Linked DNA regions of Mus musculus: region 2 is linked to region 1. Evidence: chromatin contacts called from public Hi-C data. All regions are on one chromosome and are shown on one strand. The core of a region is the stretch at or near the end of the contact, and the rest is flanking DNA. Distances in the headings are between cores, read along the strand shown.

The links. A called contact is a pair of places that touch in the nucleus more often than the background predicts.
Region 2: a Hi-C map of embryonic fibroblasts shows a contact between it and region 1, with 1.6 times the contacts expected there. The contact joins the promoter of Sem1 here to the enhancer-like site in region 1. A contact is called at or near these places in 1 of 39 promoter capture datasets (macrophages), 3 of 484 Hi-C or Micro-C datasets (the HL-1 cell line, embryonic fibroblasts and tail fibroblasts) and 1 of 115 datasets of contacts at active chromatin or transcription factors (bone marrow-derived macrophages).

What each region holds. Positions count from the first base shown.
Region 1 is chr6:6,370,280-6,376,280 of GRCm38.p6, reverse strand. The region is part of intron 3 of Gm20619 (predicted gene 20619); the gene reads right to left. Among named protein-coding and RNA genes, the nearest start is that of Gm52888, 17 kb to the left of the region's middle. Within about 2 kb of position 3,665, at least 20 of the 459 cell types and tissues checked have an H3K27ac peak or open chromatin away from gene starts, as enhancers often do. A contact at or near this core is called in embryonic fibroblasts and tail fibroblasts, where this site is marked.
Region 2 is chr6:6,576,031-6,582,031 of GRCm38.p6, reverse strand. It overlaps Sem1 (SEM1, 26S proteasome complex subunit), which reads left to right and starts at 3,374. Exons shown (of 3, transcript NM_009169.2): 1 at 3,374-3,553. The coding sequence starts at 3,478.

The sequences.
Region 1 (6,001 bases), core at 2,416-4,915:
CTGCGTTTCCCTCCTTTGTCCCCATCGTCCCTATTTCTTACTAAACTGCATGAGGTTTTTATCACATGAAGAGTGCATAAATATGTTTTCACCTTTTCTAACATGAAGACAATAAATGTTGATCCCTCCTAATTACCATGTCTTCATTTCCCCAAACTTCTCCTCTTACCCTTAATCTTGTTTTCCTGTTCATTTTTATTTCACCTATTTTCTGACTAGAGTTTCACTCCATTTCTTTCTCACCTTCCTTTTTAGTAGTTTCACCAGTTTGTGTTACACATCACAGCTTTTTATTTTATTTTATTTTATTTTATTTTATTTTATTTTATTTGCATTGGTGTTTTTAACTACATGTATGTCTGCTTAAGTGTTTGGCTCACCTGGAACTGGAGTTACAGACTGTTTGTAAACTGCCATGTGGGTGCTGTGAGCCCCTGTCCTTTGGAAGAGCAGTCAGTGCTCTTAACCACTAAGCCATCTCTCCAGTCCCCAAACATAAAATCTTACCACCAAAAATATTCTTCTGAGAAACGCAATGTAGGCATGCTATAGGACACAAAAGCAAACAAAGAAACATCCCAGAACACCAGAGGGGTCTCAGCATCTGCAAGACAGGCATTCAGTGAATTGAATGCTGCTCTCAGTCCATCCTACCCCACAGAGAAGAGGTCAGACAGCAACAGTCCAGTGATCCATGAATTTTCTTGAGAATGAAACACTTCTGCATCCCTGCCATGGTATAGTGTTCACGGAGAAGAAAGTCTGATTCACTGCAATGGTCTTTTGGTTCTTGTAAAGAACTTGTCATGACAGTACCACAAAGAATGGGGAAAGCCAGTCTACAACTAGGATTGCTAGCATCCTTGTGTGCAGGGCCATACAGTTACCATCCTTCAACTTTAAAAGTGTAGGTCACTGAAGAGGTCCAGCACTGGCTTATAAAAGGGCTTGGACAAAACTTGGTGTTTTCCTAGGTCATGTTGGCAAACAAGCAGAGAGGAGAAAGCTAAAGAACAGTTCCTTTGACCAGAATGTGTTGTTTGGAATTGTATTTTTTTTTTGTTCCTTTCAAGTTCCAATAGTTATACATGGAGTGACTAAGGGTACAGTTAGCACTCGGTAATTTTTGCCTCAATAAAATACTATTGGCAAAAATAAAGATCCATGTTTTCTTGACCCGGATACTGCTGCAAAACACAGAGCACTTTTGAAAATAAATGTAAGATGCAGTGTTTTTGAGACACTGTGCAGTTTAGTAATCTCAATTGTGTAAACACACACGTTTGCACACATCCTTGAGAATATATATATAATCTCTACTTTAAAAAACAGAGCAGGCAGGCTGAAACATAAAATTACAGACCACTTTGGCACACGGCGAATAGGATGAACTAAATGGCTTCATGTGATCTGTGTTCTCAAAGAACTTTTTTTTTTTTTTTTTGGTCTTTTGTTTCGCCTTTTCCAGTATTCTTCTTTTAAGAAAGCACAAAAGGTGTCACTGAAGTCCTTGCCACAGCTCAGTCTTCCTCTTCTTAAGAGAGAGGCAGCCTTCTGAAATGCTGTAAACCCTTCCTGTTTGAAGTTTTAACAGTGTGTCCACCCTCGGTCAATATATAACACTGAGGAGTTCTTTTAAAAACACTGAATTCTTTTTTTATTTTTATTTTTATTTATTTATTTATTTGATATTTTCTTTATATACATTTCAAGTGCTATCCCAAAAGTTCCCTATACACTCCCTCTGTCCTGCTCTCCTACCCACCCACTCCCCCTTCTTGGCCCTGGCATTCCCCTGTACTGGGGCATATCAAGTTTGCAGGACCAAGGTTCCTCTCTTCCCAGTGATGGCTGACTAGGCCATCTTCTGCTACATATGCAGCTAGAGATATGAGCTCTGGGGGTACTGGTTAGTTCATATTGTTGTTCCACCTATAGGGTTGCAGACCCCTTCAGCTCCTTGGATGCTTTCTCTAGCTTCTCCATTGAGGGCCCTGTGTTCCATCTTATAGATGACTGTGAGCATCCACTTCTGTATTTGCCAGGCACTGGCATAGCCTCATACGAGACAGCTATAACAGGGTCCCTTCAGCAAAATCTTTCTGGCATTGTGCAATAGTGTCTGGGTTTGGTGGCTGATTATGGGATGGATCCCTGAATGGGGTAGTCTCTGGATAGTCCATCCTTTCGTCTTAGCTCCAAACTTTGTCTCTTTAACTCCTTTCATGGGTATTTTGTTCCCTATTCTAAGGAGGAACCAAGTGTTCACCCATTGGTCTCCCTCTTCTTGATTTTCTTGTAAAACAGTGAATTCTTGACAAGATTATGCCATAAAAAAATCACTGATTCACTTAATACATGTCTTTCTTAAATACAGTCTATATTCAACATATTTTGTAATATTTTTCAATATTTAGACCAAGATAGAGTACTCCCACTAGTATGCAAGAGCTAGCACACTTGACAAACTTTTCCCTCAAATATGGGTAGATACTACTTGCTTCTGAAGAACTGCTGACCATACAGTTCTCAATAGCACCACTAGTTATCGGCAATGTTTTACATAACCATTATCATAATAAATCAACTTGGACTTTCCTCCAGCATTTGAATTTTGGTATAATTGAAACAAGGCTGACCCTGAGCTGATGAGCAGATACTTGTAGACTCAATTCTCAAATGCATTGTGTGGGGAGTTGTTAGACCATTCTGTTTTTTATACATAGTAAAAATGAATGTCCCATGATATTAAAAAAAAAAAAAAGATGTGGAATCCAGACCCCAAGCTTTTCTTTTCTTACAAGCTCTGCTTGTAGTCTTTGAAGATGGAAGTTGCAGATTCAAGAAGAAAAAGAGCCAGTTTAGAAAAGCATGTGACTTGACAGTCATTAAAACAAATCCCAGAACATATACCTAGCCCAACAGCATAGTTGTGATGTTTGAATCACAGAGGATACTAGCATGGACTGCAAAAACTCTACAAATTCCCAAAAAAGTTATCCTCAGCCTTTGTATTGTGCATTTCTGAGGACAAAGTATAGACTCTGTCCTACAAAGCCATAAAAGGAATTCTCTTTCCCTGAAACTCTGAAAAAAAAAAAACTCCTGATGTAAGGGGAAAATGAGGAAAACTGAGAACATGTACTACGGGCTCCATAAAAAACCAACAGGAAGTTAACAGTTGTGGGTACCACTGTTAATCTGATACTTGGGCAGCACTACAGTGTCTGGGTGGATAATACCCATAGTGTCTGGGCTGTACTTGTAACCAGTCTCTTACTTCTTAGTCTCCTTGCTAAAGAAGCAGTTTTAGGGAACCCTGACCCTGTACACCATAACAACCATTGCCATCAGGGTTCACGCAGCCATAGCAGCCAGTCTTCAGTTAAGGGAATTCTTAGGTAGCAGCATTTAGTATAAGAATATCTACTGGCACTGGAATTTTCTAATTCATCATGAAGACCCTGGTTCAGTAATGGTCCCTCTGGTCCTGAAAAATGAGGCTAAGATGAGTTTAGGAAGCCTTGTGTTATTTTAGCATACCAGACACGTAAAAGATGAATAGAAATGTCATTGGATATTTGCTTTGGCTAGCCCATCCCAAGGATGTGTCTTTCCTGGTGAGTCACACAATCCATAACACTAGGTCTTCAAGATGAGAACAGACATGGTATGTTTCCCTAGAATAATCCTATTTCCCTTGTGAGCTGTAACCAGAGCTCCTTGCCTACCGAGCAAAGAGTGATGGTAGTGATTCTGGCAATCAACAAGAAGAACTTTTACAAGAGAGAATGAGCTTTTCCATGTCAAGCCTGTTATTACATTCAAATGGACATAGAGTTCGAACTACTCACTATTCAAGGATGGAGGTAACTATTCAATGAGACAGAATATTGCTTGTTGATTCTTGGAGGTTATACTGGGAATAAAAGAGTTTAATGTTTCACTCAATAGACATGTATTTAATAAGCGATTTGATAATAGCATTTTAGAGGTTCTTCTTATCTAAAGATAAAATTATGCTTCTAGCAGAGAAATAATGTCTAACATATTCTATTGTCAACTGTGCAGGCTTGTTTTATTCACCATTTGGGCAAGGCTTAGGGTTAAAAGATCTCACCAATCCATCAGTAAGGGGCTCTTGTTGCTGGGTCTTAAACTCGGGAAGGGCTCAGAAGAAAGTGAAAAATAGAAGCCACTTGGGCTACATCAGAATGAGTCACTGGGTAAAGAATGCCTTTCGCTGAGGTTATATAATTGGTCTACATTCACTTGGCCCCTACCCCAGAACAAGACAGCTACGGCTGAGCAGATGCCTTACACATAGGAGGAGCTAGAGCATGTGTTGAGTGACAACAGTTTGATAATGGATTTGAGCATGACATCATCATTCTTTCCTGCTGGCCTGGAGTTTACTCTTCCCTTGGAACATAAAGGAGTGGAGATCGTAAAGCTGAGCCAACTCCAGTAACAATAACATCTGCTTAATGAGCCCTTAGCATATTATCAGGCCATATTCTAAATATCTTACACATGTTAACTCTCATAACAAGCCAAGGAGATGACTGTCACAGTCCATTTTATGAATGGAAAACCGAGGCCAAGAAAACCTAAGTTGTGTATTTAAAGTCATATGGTTTATAAGTCACACACTCTGGGTTCAAACCCAGCCAGGCTGTTTCATTTCAGGATCTGTAGACTTAATTACTGTCTTAAACCATGGCTTTTGGAACAGAAACAGTGACCAAAAGCCTTGTTTTAAAACATGTACGTGTTTTGAGAGGCTATTTCATGACAACAGTGCAATAGAATGTGGTGATTTACAGCACACAGGCCCTGGAACCAGTGAGTTTTTTCTTTCAAAAAACATTGCCCATGGCTCACTGGTGGTTCTACATAGATTGCCAACATTAAACTGTAGGTAGTATGCCTTGCCTCAGAGAGACTTTCTGAAGATTAAGTAAAGCTTTTAGTGTGTTTGTTACACATGGTAATGATAAGGATAATGATAATAATTGACATTTATTGAGTGTTTGCTATTTACTTGCTAAATATCTAATAAATTCTGATTAAAACATCTTGGTGTGCTCAATGTCTATCACATTTGGATGGTTTCTAATCTTCTCTAACAACAGAGACTATAGTTACCGTCAATTAATTTAAGGACTTTATCAACTACAAACTAATAGTTAGCTTCAAAAACTGGTTCTACAAAAGCTCTACTCACTAAAAAGAAATGTTGAGTCAATGAATTAAAGACAGCTAACCAAGGGTTGCTTCCATTGCATCCCTGCTGACGACATCAGTAAACATTTTAACACCTGCCTTCACCATTTCTTTCCACCCACGTAGGAAGACCCAGTATCAAATCTAGTAGTTGTTCTATCTTTTAAAAATTGTGAGATAATTTAGACATAAGGGAAAACAGAGAGAACAGTAGGCCAGGACCAGAGAGGACATACTAGCTCTTTCATGAACCATACTTAATCTTAGAATACCCACAGTCTTACTGTAATTCGCAATGGAATCCAAGAAGACTGGCCTCACAATAGAAGGATCGTGCCAATAGTCCTTAGGTAGCACTAATCTGTGAAGGTCAACCGGTGGCAACATTTTTATTCTCTAGGATTTCATAAGAGAAAGGCTGTTGTTTTGCATCATCCAGTTGAAGCTGAAGAGAAACCTTTGGCAAGTGGATGGAGATGAGGGGAAGGAAAATATGGTAAGAGTTAGGTGGAGTTTCAGGATCACAGCCAAATGCAGTCCAGACCTGGCAAGGAGCTGGGAATGAAAATGGGCCAAGATGAATATCTAACCTTCAGTCTACGACTATAAATTAGGGGATATGAGAGAAGACTGCCACGGGATAACTAAGGGCTTCCTGGGTATGGCATAAAAAAATGAGAGTTTAGGGAAGCTGGCTGTCTTAGAATAGTAGTGGTTTATACACTACAAGTCTCTTGCTACAGGAAAGCACATGCCTCTATTTGGGAATCTGTTT
Region 2 (6,001 bases), core at 2,125-4,624, 210 kb before region 1:
TTGAGTATGGGTCCCTAGAGACCTTGAAGATCTGAAACATGAAATGGTGTATCATTAAAAGGTGATCATAGAAACAGGAAATACAGTGGTGGGTCCCAGAGTCAAGGGTACTAGTGTGTTGCAAGCAGACCTGGGATACCTGAAGCTGAGTCTAAACCCTACTTGGGATTTTTTTATTTTATTATTATTTATTGTAAGAAGACAGCTTAAGATCTAATCTCTTAAATTCTTTGCATTTTAGCCAGAAGGTAGGTGACACACCCCTTTAATCCCCTCACTTGGGAAGCAGAGGCAGGTGAATCTAAGAGTTCAAGGCCAGCCTGGCGTACAATGTGAGTTCCAGGACAACCATGGTTATGCAGAGAAACCATGTCTTGAAAAAACAAAAACAAAACAAAAAAAAAAAACAAACAAAACAAAACAGCATTTTAGAGAGGGTATTTGAAACCTTAATTTTAAAAACATTAATTCTTTGAAAATTTTATTATATAATGAGTAATTTCTAGAAATTTGCTGTATAACAGAACATCAAGAATGTTGGACATGGTGGCTCATACCTTTAATTCCAGCACTTAGGAGGCAAGGCAGGTGGAGGTCTGTGACTTGCAGCACAGTCTGGTCTACATGTTGAGTTCCAAGCCAGGAAGGGTTACAACTATGTCTTACTAAAGACCCCTCTAAAAACAAACACCTTCCTCTCTTAAGAGAGCTGCCTGTGCTTTCAAATGCCATTACTGGTTTATCGATTTAAAAAAAAAAAGTTCAGCCATAAAACTAAGATGCCCCTGGTGACAAGATGTGGAGAAATCCACTTAGTGTGGAGACGAAGCTCCCTTCCTGCTGGCTGCTTTCATGAGACGGGAAGGTGTTATGTAAGATGTTGGGTGGAAGATGTCAGGTGGCAGTCTTACCTAGCTGTAAATGCTGTGAGATTCAGTAATGAACAGTGCGGTAAGGTATGCCCCCGGGTACAAGAGTGCCACCAATGGCATGGAGGTAACCAATTTATTTCTGATGCGATTGAAGCCTGCTCACAGAAGAAAACATATCCCGGACATTGCCAATCTAGCCAAGAACCCCAAGCTGGGACAGACAGTCCCTGGTCAAAGAAACAGGTTAAAGTGTCAGCAGAATGCTCATCCACAAGTGGGACGTCTATGTCACACCTCCTCCCCAAGGTTCAAAAACTATCATAGAAGAAGTGGACAAATTGTAAGAGCCGAAGGTCACAGAGGACTAGAGCTAAACAGTGCCTTCTGAACATGACAGGACTGCTGTACTTATTGATCTCAAAATAGCTGTTTGCCTGCACAAGAACCAGTCCGTCGGGTAGGCATCAGCTGGAAGGGGAAGCACTTCAAACTGAGAAACTATGGGCAGCTAATGGTTCCTGGGGCAAAGAGAGTCAGTTTTCTTTGAAGGTTTCGCTTCTACATAATCAACAATGGATGGCCCTACATCCAGGCGGATTCAGACAGTGCAAACTGAAGGTGAGGAGTTGTTAAAATGAAAAGGACGACACAAAATTGGGGAGTGAGGTAGAATCGTTCTTTGAGGAGTCAGGAAAAGGACTTGGAATTGACCAAATGATCAAAATACATTGTATGACATACTTACTGTTAATAAAAGTTTTTTTTTTTAATTTATGATGTAACCCCCCTCCCCCCAATATAAAACACTTTATAGGGATCTCATGTTGTCTTGTTGCCATAATAGGAATAAAATCCCAGTAGAGCTAGCTTCAAGTATCCAGAGTGCACTTGACTAGGGAAGAGTCCCTATTTCTTAAGACATTCCGGTTTTACTTCAGGGTGAGTTAATCTTAAAGATCTAGAAAGAATAAATATTTGACCAGGAAACTAATCATAGTGTAATGATTAGTTTTAATTGTTAATTTGGCACATGAAATCATCTGGGAAGAATGTCTCAATGAGAGGTAACCACTATTGGGTTATTCTATGGTCATATCTATCACTCACTGTCTTGATTACATTAATTGGAATGGAAAGGCCTGCCCACTATGGGCTAGCCATTCCCTAGGCAAGGGATCCTGGACTGTGTAAGCTTAGAGACAGCGATGCACCCAAATAGCAAGCACACATTTATTCTCTGCTCTTGACTGTGGATGTGAGAGCGGCTTCAAGTTTCTTCCTTGACATTCCTGCAGTGATGGAGTACAACTTAGAATTATAAGCCAAATGAGCTTTTCTCCCCTGAGCTGCTTTTTTGCCGGGGTATTTTATCATAGCAATGGAAATGGAATTAGGAAAGAGTGTTTGTATAAAATAAAGTATTTTTTACAAAATATGTTCCACTTTCTACTTTCTGATATATCTTTTTAAAAAAACATACAATATTCATATTTATATCCATAAATTGTTCAAACATTTTTCCCATGTTTTTTTAAAAATTCTCTGGCACGGGGTAGTGAGCCATTGGGGATATATTTCTAGCCCTCTGTTTACTTTTAATTTAGGGACACAGTTTCACTAAGTTGTCCAGCCTGATTTTACACTCATTGTATCCAAGGATGCCTTCTGCCCCAACTTCCTCAGTAGTAGGGCTTATAGACCTTCTTCAATTTTTATATATCAAATAGAGTTATTCTTGCACCTGTAACTATGTGTGTTATATGTATAGCCTTAAGTGTGGTGCTGAAAATAAATAAATTATACTAAAGAGAAATTAAGTACCTCATATAAGAGCCCTTTAGATGCAATAGAACACAGATTTATTAGCCTGGCAAATACGTGTTACTGTGTGGTTAGACACTAACTTTTCTCCTATCTTTCATTGTCTTGTTCTTTTCCATGGGTCACAATTAAAACAAAGAAAGCAAAACCAAATCATATCTTTTGAACAACAGTACAACGTTACATCATTTTTTTTTTTTTTTACTTGTTTATTTTTTACATCAACCTGTCAACTAGTTAGAACAGAAACCCTACGGAACACAATTGTAAGGTCAAGGAGCACAGCACAAAGGAAAGGTTGGAGGACAGTCAGAATTGTCTAGCATATGAGTGCCTCTGGCTGCCTTTGGTCCCGGGTTCCCTGTGATGTGGAGATATTTAACAGCATGCTCAAGGCTAGGTTTGAGTAGTGGAATAATGTAATAAGCTCTTAACTTATGTTACTTTATCTTTCCAGATTTCTGTTAGTGATTGTAAGCTAAATAATGGCCTTTAGTAATTTAATACACTGTAAATCTTTCACACGTAGGCAACTATATGAATAATAAAACGAACGAACACACTATAAAACAAAACAGTTCACTGTTTCAAGACGGGAGGACCTACTACAACCGCAGGACGCTCTGGGAGGACCTTCGCTGTCCCAGCATTCCTCGCGCTGCCCCGCAGCTCTTTCCCTCTCGTCTCTATGGTTGCGCCGGCGTTGTCAGGATCGGCGCCTCCGGAGTACTGAGGCTTCCGACTTTGCGGCCGGTCCGAGCAGCTTGGGTCTTGGCGCGGCGCGATGTCCGAAAAGAAGCAGCCGGTCGACTTGGGTCTCTTGGAAGAGGACGACGAGTTCGAGGAGTTTCCCGCGGAAGGTAACCGCCAGGCCGCGCGCTGGGCCTGGGGCCTCCGGTGGGGCGGCGCCGGGCCTGCTCTCTGCGGGAATGAGCTGGGCCCAGCAGCGCGGATCCGGGCGCGGCCTCCGGGGGCCCCGGCCTCGGCCTCCGCGTCCCGGTAGCCGTCGCTTCATGGCGCGGCCCAGTGTTTTGCGCCTCGTCGCTGGGAGGAACCAGGTGAAGCTGGGCCCACGGTGCTGCGAGCTTGTGGCCCTTTAACTTCAACCCGGGACTCTCCGCATCTGCACAGTCTCTTGTTTTGCTTCGGTTTCCAAGCCTCCCCTTGGTAGTAAACTTCAGAGTCCCACTGTTGCCCAGGGCAGCCAGTGCTGTGTACCTCTCGGATAGCGCGAATGAGCCCCGAGAAGTGGGATGATAGAGTCGTTCGTGTGTGTTGTATTCATTACAGATTTTGCCTCAATTTCTGCTTCTCTCCATTTACGGTCACGTGAATTAACCCAAGCTTTATAAAAGTCTTAACCATCTGCCTTCGAAACTAACTTCAATGCTAGGGATGCTTTAGTTTTCTCATTGTAGGTAATAACATAGCTAATGTTGGAAGAGCCTGCTATGATCTTGGGAACGTGAGTGCTTCGCTTCTATTGGCACAATCCATTTCCACAAATATAGGAAGTAGGTATTAATGTACTTACTATTATTCACGTAAGGAAACAGAAGTTTGGAACAATGGAGAAACAGGCCCAGTGTCAACACTGTCCGGAAATGGTGAAACTGAGACGCCTTAATTTACACCAAAGTCCTTAACTTCAGCAGTTATCTTCTGTTTGCTAGGCCTCTTTTTGCCATATTAGTTTTTCAAATTGATTACTTTATTGGCTAATTGTTTTGAGTAGATTTCCCAAATATTTTACCTTGTTTCTAAAAAGTGAGTTAGACTGTGTCTCCATGAAGACCATAGGAAGAGAATTGTGGTTAGTCATGTGCACATACGTGGCATCAAGCAATTATCACTTGACAAAAATTGTACTTAGTTACCCCACCATGATCTCAATGCGCATAAAATCACATCACAGGAACGTTTAGTCTAAGTATAATGTAGTGTTTTAGTTTTAGTGAAAGAGAACATTAGTGTGTATATTATGCAACCTCATAAACCAATTCAGAAGATATATTTCCTCTGAGTTAGGAGTCTATAATATATGATGGGATAGTTTACCTTTTGTTTTGGTAATAAATTTATTTGTTCAGTCTGATGTTTTGTTTTCAGGTTCATTAATAATCCTGTAACAGAGCTTTGTGGTAGAATTGGCTAAGTGAGGGCAGGTTAGATTTCTTATTCCAACTACTTGTTTCAGATGGTCCTTATCCCTTATTACATACAAGCTGCACGGTTAAGACACTTGCTTTGCATTGTAGAGTCAAGCATCTAATCTTGAAGCAATAGAGTTCACGTGTTAAAAAATAAAGATAAATTCTTGCCATTAAGTCTCTAACTCAGAATCTAAAAGGTCTTTCTGACCAGTGCACCCACCCAGACTTTAACCCTCACCTTTAGTGCAAGTCTCTATTTAAAATAACTAGATAGCTGAGAACCTAGGAAAGAATTTAGAGGTAACTGTCAGCTTGATGATGTACTAGATGTTTTTCAGCACCTTTTGTCAACTTTAGTGTACTGTCTGTCCTTTAGAGCCTGTATTTTGAGCAGTAGTCTGTTGAGTGTGTTGACAGTTGTATTATGTTTAAACATCTCATCGATGTTAAGGAAAAGCAAAGAGTCTAAAGACAAAAGAACGCACAAAAGATTTAGTGTAAGGACGGTGTCATTTAATGATCTTCCAAATTTGTTGTCTTGGTTAGAGTGTATAGAGTCTAGTTCCTTGGGGAATCTTTATATTTAGAATGAGAAGTAACATTTTAAATGATTTGTTATGCATGTGTGTTTCTTCCTTAGTTAACAGATACATAGCCTTAATTCATATTAGGAAGATTTTTGCTGTATATAAAGATTAATTCACTGGGTAAAATTAGTGAATATTTACAAATTAAAATCTTTGATTAAAAACTAAATGAAAGAAATAAAATCTGAAAAAGAAAAAAAACCCAGAAGACCTTTTTTGTTTTAGAGTAAACATGTTCTTTCCTATTTTTTGGTGTTGTTCTGATACAGATTCTCTGTTGCTGTTGACATGTGGTTCATGGACCACCAGTCTTGGCATTTGCATTATTTGGGAAGATGTTAGAAACACCTCTTAGAATTTGAATCCTTCAGTATTTGAGTTGTCTTTTAAGTTTTTTTATACCCAGATTTACTTTCAAGTGCTTTCCCTTCGGAAAACTCACTTTTTCTTATGATTGCTTTTTACGAAAAATTGGCAAACTCACTAATAGAGTAAATGAATCATTTTCTTGTTAGACCAATCTGGAGTTATCTGTGCCATTTATAGGATGTCTTACTGCAAGAGTCTT